Linked DNA regions of Mus musculus: region 1 is linked to region 2. Evidence: chromatin contacts called from public Hi-C data. All regions are on one chromosome and are shown on one strand. Each heading gives the region's core, a stretch centred on a gene start, on an enhancer-like site or on the middle of the called end of the contact. The rest is flanking DNA. Distances are from core to core; before and after follow the strand shown.

What was found. Hi-C and Micro-C count contacts between places; a contact is called where the count stands out from the background.
Region 1: a Hi-C map of pre-pro-B cells shows a contact between it and region 2, with 1.7 times the contacts expected there. The contact joins two enhancer-like sites. A contact is called at or near these places in 1 of 15 datasets of contacts at CTCF or cohesin (pro-B cells) and 6 of 484 Hi-C or Micro-C datasets (granulocyte-monocyte progenitors, macrophages, nephron progenitors and 3 more).

Annotation. Positions count from the first base shown.
Region 1 is chr15:9,860,645-9,863,344 of GRCm38.p6, forward strand. No RefSeq gene overlaps it. Among named protein-coding and RNA genes, the nearest start is that of Spef2, 110 kb to the left of the region's middle. Within about 2 kb of position 1,332, at least 10 of the 459 cell types and tissues checked have an H3K27ac peak or open chromatin away from gene starts, as enhancers often do. A contact at or near this core is called in pre-pro-B cells and pro-B cells, where this site is marked.
Region 2 is chr15:9,771,110-9,773,920 of GRCm38.p6, forward strand. No RefSeq gene overlaps it. Among named protein-coding and RNA genes, the nearest start is that of Spef2, 24 kb to the left of the region's middle. Within about 2 kb of position 1,277, at least 9 of the 459 cell types and tissues checked have an H3K27ac peak or open chromatin away from gene starts, as enhancers often do. A contact at or near this core is called in pre-pro-B cells and pro-B cells, where this site is marked.

The DNA of each region.
Region 1 (2,700 bases), core at 82-2,581, 90 kb after region 2:
TCCTAGAGCTTCTGATAAATTATTTAAGTTAAGACTCTTATTTGAGAAGGCAAACCCATGTTCTTCAATGTCTTCTTCTTTCCTTGAGTGACCTTCTACTTTTAACAAACTGCATGCAACTCTACTCAATATATATATATATATATATATATATATATATATATATATATATATTCATCTCATTTTTAGTTTTTTTCTAATTTTGTGAAAATGAGTGTTTTACCTGTATATATGTGTTTATAGTGTGTGAGCCTGTTGCCCACAGAGAGCATAAGATGGAAGTAGATACTATGGAACCAGAGTAATGGATGTCTGCATGCTGACATGTATGTTTTAGAATCCAAACTTGGTTTCTCCAGAAAAGAAATGAGGATTAATGACCCACCCAACTCTTGTACTACCCTTTAGGCAGAAGTGTTGATCTATGTAATTGCTATAGGTTTATTTTTCGTTGTAAGGTACTGTGTGTCTGCTCTTTACTGTGATTTCCTTCAGTGTTTTTAGAAAAAAATGGATGTATATCTGTAAAAGGTCTTCACAGTGGTAGAAGGCACGAACTGGACTATGAAGCAACTAATGTCAGAGGACACTGAGGATCTGACATGACCATAGTTAAACAGAATACCACCATTACTTGAATAACTGCAAATTTTTGTGTTACTTTACATAAATCTCACTCTTATGTCATTTCAAGTAGTTCCAAACATTACAAGAGTAACATTCAGTGAGAGCTTTGCAGTAGCCCTGAATCTCAAGAGTTTGAAGTTTGCAGACCAGCACCCTTCTCAAAAGCCCCAGGCATAGAGCTTTAGCCTCAGTGATAATTGTTGAAATTTGACTGCTTAAACCTTCCAGTGCCGGGCAGTGGTGGCGCACGCCTTTAATCCCAGCACTTGGGAGGCAGAGGCAGGCGGATTTCTGAGATCAAGGTCAGCCTGGTCTACAGAGTGAGTTCCAGAACAGCCAGGGTTATACAGAGAAACCCTGTCTCGAAAAACCAAAAAAAAAAAAAAAAAAAAAAGAACCTTCCAGATACTGTCAAGATAGATGTTTTTTTGTTTTGTTTTGTTTTGTTTTTATGAAGAAGGTAATCTAAAAAACAAATCTTATTTCATACAACTTTGGATTCTTTGAAAAACAGTCCGATTTACTCTTTCAATTGCCCATTCGTGTTGTATGGTGTCTTATTTTGGTTTAATACACATGGGATCACAGAGGGCTTTTTTTTTTTTTTGTCTTTGTGGAAATAAATGAAAAATTATGACTGTAAGAGTGAAAGAGCCTTTGGAGTTGGAAGGCAGTTAGAAAAGGGAACCAAGCAACCATCCAGCTGTGGTATGAAATGTAAACATTGCCAGTCACCTCCACCCTTGACAACACACATCTGGACCTGACTGACCTAAACCTGATCTTTTCCTCATGGCTGAGACTCACGATGCATATCAAGAGGTTATCAGGATCCTGTTTTATGGAGTCTCTTGTTGTGTTTATACATTCTTTCTTTTTAATTACTTAACTTCTAGTCACGTAGCCCACGTTCCTTCATAACATGTAAATTCCCACATTGGCCTTCATCAGAAATGGATTCAGTTCTCTGAACTTACACTTAAATGGCAATTCCTAAAATTCTCTGAAATAATATTCTTCCTATCTTCACAGTTTCTGAGTTCACTTGTTATTATTATTCTAAACCAAGGTTCTATAACTGTGGAAGAAAATTAAAAGGGTCGATCCCATTCTCATCAGTTCTGTGTCAGCTGGGGTCAGGAAAAAATCAAAAGATCATGTGACAACTCTTGCTTTCAAGGGACAATATGAAGATACGGTAAACTTTCAAGTGATGTCCATGGGAATCATGTTCCAACAGTCTCACTACTCATTTTCACCATAGTGTTGTCTTCTCTGTATCAACCTTGGTTTGTGTGACCAAAATAACAGGACAGGAGTAAAGGTGCATCAGCTGTGAGATTCAATGAAGTAAGTGCTCTGTGGCTTCATTGTCCTGACACACATCAGACACACACACACACACACACACACACACACACCACACCACACTACACCACACCACACCATACACCCTTTTCCAATTCACTAGTTCCATCTTGGAAGGCACCCTAGGAAGATGCTCAGAGGAACAATAACTAGGCAACACCTAATGAGGAATAGAGAACTTCGCTCCACAAAAGACCTTAAAAAAACAAACAAACAAACAAACAAACAAACAAACAAACCAAAAACCAAAACTCTGCAGACCACATAAATCTTCAAAGTCCTTCATTCATTTCAAGCTACTCTTTAGACTGCCATACCTTATTATTCTCTGGCTTAGAACAAGCAGCTGTCAAAGGTCTGGTAATAAAAGTATATTGTTTTGAGCTTGACGTTTGGTAGCAACATGTTACGTGTGAATATGTAGTGACTCCATTACTCCTCACACTAATATTTCTGTCACACATGAGGAAGTAGAATACAAGTGCTACCTCAGAGGGCAAAACAGCAGAGAGAAAGATTGCCAATAGAGATGTGCATAAAACATGCTTGGGCATAGAATTTCTCTCCCCAGGGAGATCTCTGATGATACTGTGTCATGTATATTATAGTAAGCATTACCGCCTCTGTAATTAAATGTCTTCTGAATCATAACTTATAGAAGGTAAACAAATAATTTGATAAATAAAATGAATGTAAAATCTCAAG
Region 2 (2,811 bases), core at 27-2,526:
TCATGACTAATATTGTTTGGCATGCTTGTGCTTTTTTGCTAATTTATTCTATTTCTAATGTGATTTTATTAATGGACCCAAAAGAAAAATCTACTTGAATAGAGATTCTTTTGACTGACAGTGACTTTCAATATATTTGATGAAACTTAAAACTATTTTTAAAGTGCCTTTCAGAATGAACAGTTGGTTGGCATTTTGAGATATGTTACAATATATATTTATTTCTTTAAGAATTCACAATTCTTCAGCTTGTTGACCTTTTCGAGTTCTGTGTACCATATTGTGGGTATTCTGGTTTTTTTTTTTTTTTTTTTTTTGGCTAATATCCACTTATTAGAGAGTAAATACCATGTATGCCCTTTTGGGTCTGAGTTACCTCACTCAGGATGATATTTTCTAGTTCCATCCATTTGCCTGCAAAACTCAGGATGTCCTCGTTCTTAAGACCTGAGTAGTATTCCATTGTGTAAATGAACCACATTTTCTGTATCCATTCTTCTGTCGTGGGACATCTAGGTTGTTTCCAGCTTTTGGCTATCACAAATAAGGCCTCTATGAACATAGATGAACACGTGCCCCAGTGGCATGGTAGGGCACCTTTTGGGTATATTCCCAAGAGTGGTATAGTTGGCTTTTCAGGCAGATCCATTTCCAATTTTTTTGAGGAACCTCCAGATTGATTTCCAGAGTGGTTGTACCAGTTTGCAATCTCACCAGCAATGGAGGAGTGTTCCTCTTTCTCCACATCCTCTCCAACATGTGTTGTCACCTGAGGTTTTGATTTTAGCTTTTCTGGTTGGTGTAAGATGGAATCTCAGGATCGTTTTGATTTGCATTTCTATGATCACTAAGAACTCTGAACATTTCTTTAGGTGCTTCTCAGCCATTTGAGATTTCTCAGTTGTGAATTCTTGGTTTAGTTCTATACCCCATTTTTGATTGAGTCCTTTAGGTTTTTGGTGATTAACTTCTTGAGTTCTATATATATTGTGGATATTAGACCTCTATCAGATGTAGGGTTAGTGAAGATTTTTTTCTCAATCTATATGTTGTTGATTTGTCTTATTGACTATGTCCTTTGCCTTATAGAAGTTTTCCAGTTTCATGAGGTCCCATTTATCAATTCTTGATCTTAGATCATGAGATATTAGAGCAATTACAAGTGGGGAGGGAGGAAAAGATCTTGGTGGGAAAGTGGATGGGGGAGGGGAAGTTGGGGGGAGAGGGGAGCCCGATCTGGTATTAGATGAGGGAAAAGGACTGAAGCTCTGAGGGCTAGAAGAAGGAATTGAAAAAGGCAATATCAGGAAATAGGATGTTGGTAGAACCCTCCATGCAGGAAGCAGGTGTGACCACATGGGCCAAGATGGCGCCCTGGCCCATTGCCAGGTCCCATGAACCCCACATGTTTACTGCCTTTCCCGAACATACGCAGTGAAACTGCATGTGTAAGCTGCCTGCCAAGTTAGATTATTCATCGTGATCCAGATCTGTCAGCCTATCTGTGACCGACCTGAGCTCGTGCCCAGTTCATGCATGGAGCGTGCGTGATTCTGATTAGATGAAGTGGTGTGGAGAGAGATGAGGTCAGTTGCTGCGAGTGTATAAGAATAGCCCTTGCCCCAAGTAAAGTGTAGCTGCGTGAACCCGTCTTGGTGTCTGTGTCGTTCTTGTCTCTGTGGGTTGGAGACTGCAGCAAGGGGTGGCCCGTATGGGGAACTCATCATGTTGGTAAGCAACGGTAAGTAAAGAAAGCACAGGCCTGTCAGGTTCCTGGAAAAAAAGGGACGAAGCATTAAGGATCTTAGATATAGAGACAGAGGGAATTTAAACGATATGGGTTCAACTGCATCTAAAGTGAAAGTAAAAATGGCATTGACCCAGCTTCTTAAAAGAACCACATTAACATAAAAGCAGAGATGGTGAACAGATTTCTGGACACCCTCTTCAAGGAAGCCCCATGGCTTTTAGAGGAAGGGTATATTAATCAACAGTGCTGGGAGGTCTGGGAAGGGATCTCCAAGCTTCCGATATGAAGAACCCTCTACCTGTAGGGATGTTAGCCATATGGAACTTGGTCAGGGCGTGCTTGAGGGATGCCAGTGGAAAGTACAATGCTGAAATAGAGGAAGGAGCGGTGGTGATTGAGGAGGCTAAGGAGATTGCTTCTCAGGCTAGCAGCTGAAAACCTAAACAGCTTAAACAACAAACCAAAGAGAAGAAAGAGAAGAAGGAATCTAGCTCTGAAGGGTCTACTAGTGACAGCGACGGGACTGATAGCAACAGTGACATCTGTAGTCAGATGTCCCGCTTGAGTTTGCGGCGCAGTAGGACGCCTGAACCATCAGCCCCTCCGTTGACTTCTCCCCCCCCCCCCCCATAAAGATTAGGAAGACAAAAGGGGAAGGCGTAGTCTTCATGTAGAAGTCTAGAAAAATGTGCCCACCATTGTGGGGGCCTTCCCAGTATTTCAGGATCAACAGGGGCAACGTTATCATGAACCCCTGGATTGGAAGGTTGTACAAAGATTGAAGGAGTCAGTTCCGACTTATGGGGTCCAGGCTGCCTTTACCATAACTCAAGTTGAGTCCCTACAGCGGTACTGTATGACGCCTTTTGATTGGCAGAACCTTCGCAAAGCCATTCTTTCGGGAGGAGGTTATTTAACATGGAAGGCTGCTTATCTTAAGCATGCCGTTGAGCAGGCTATGGCTAATGCTGCTGCTGGATTCCCCAATGCAGCCTGGAATATAGACATGTTAATGGGGCAAGGGAACTTTGCCAACAATCAAACAGGTTATCCTATACAGG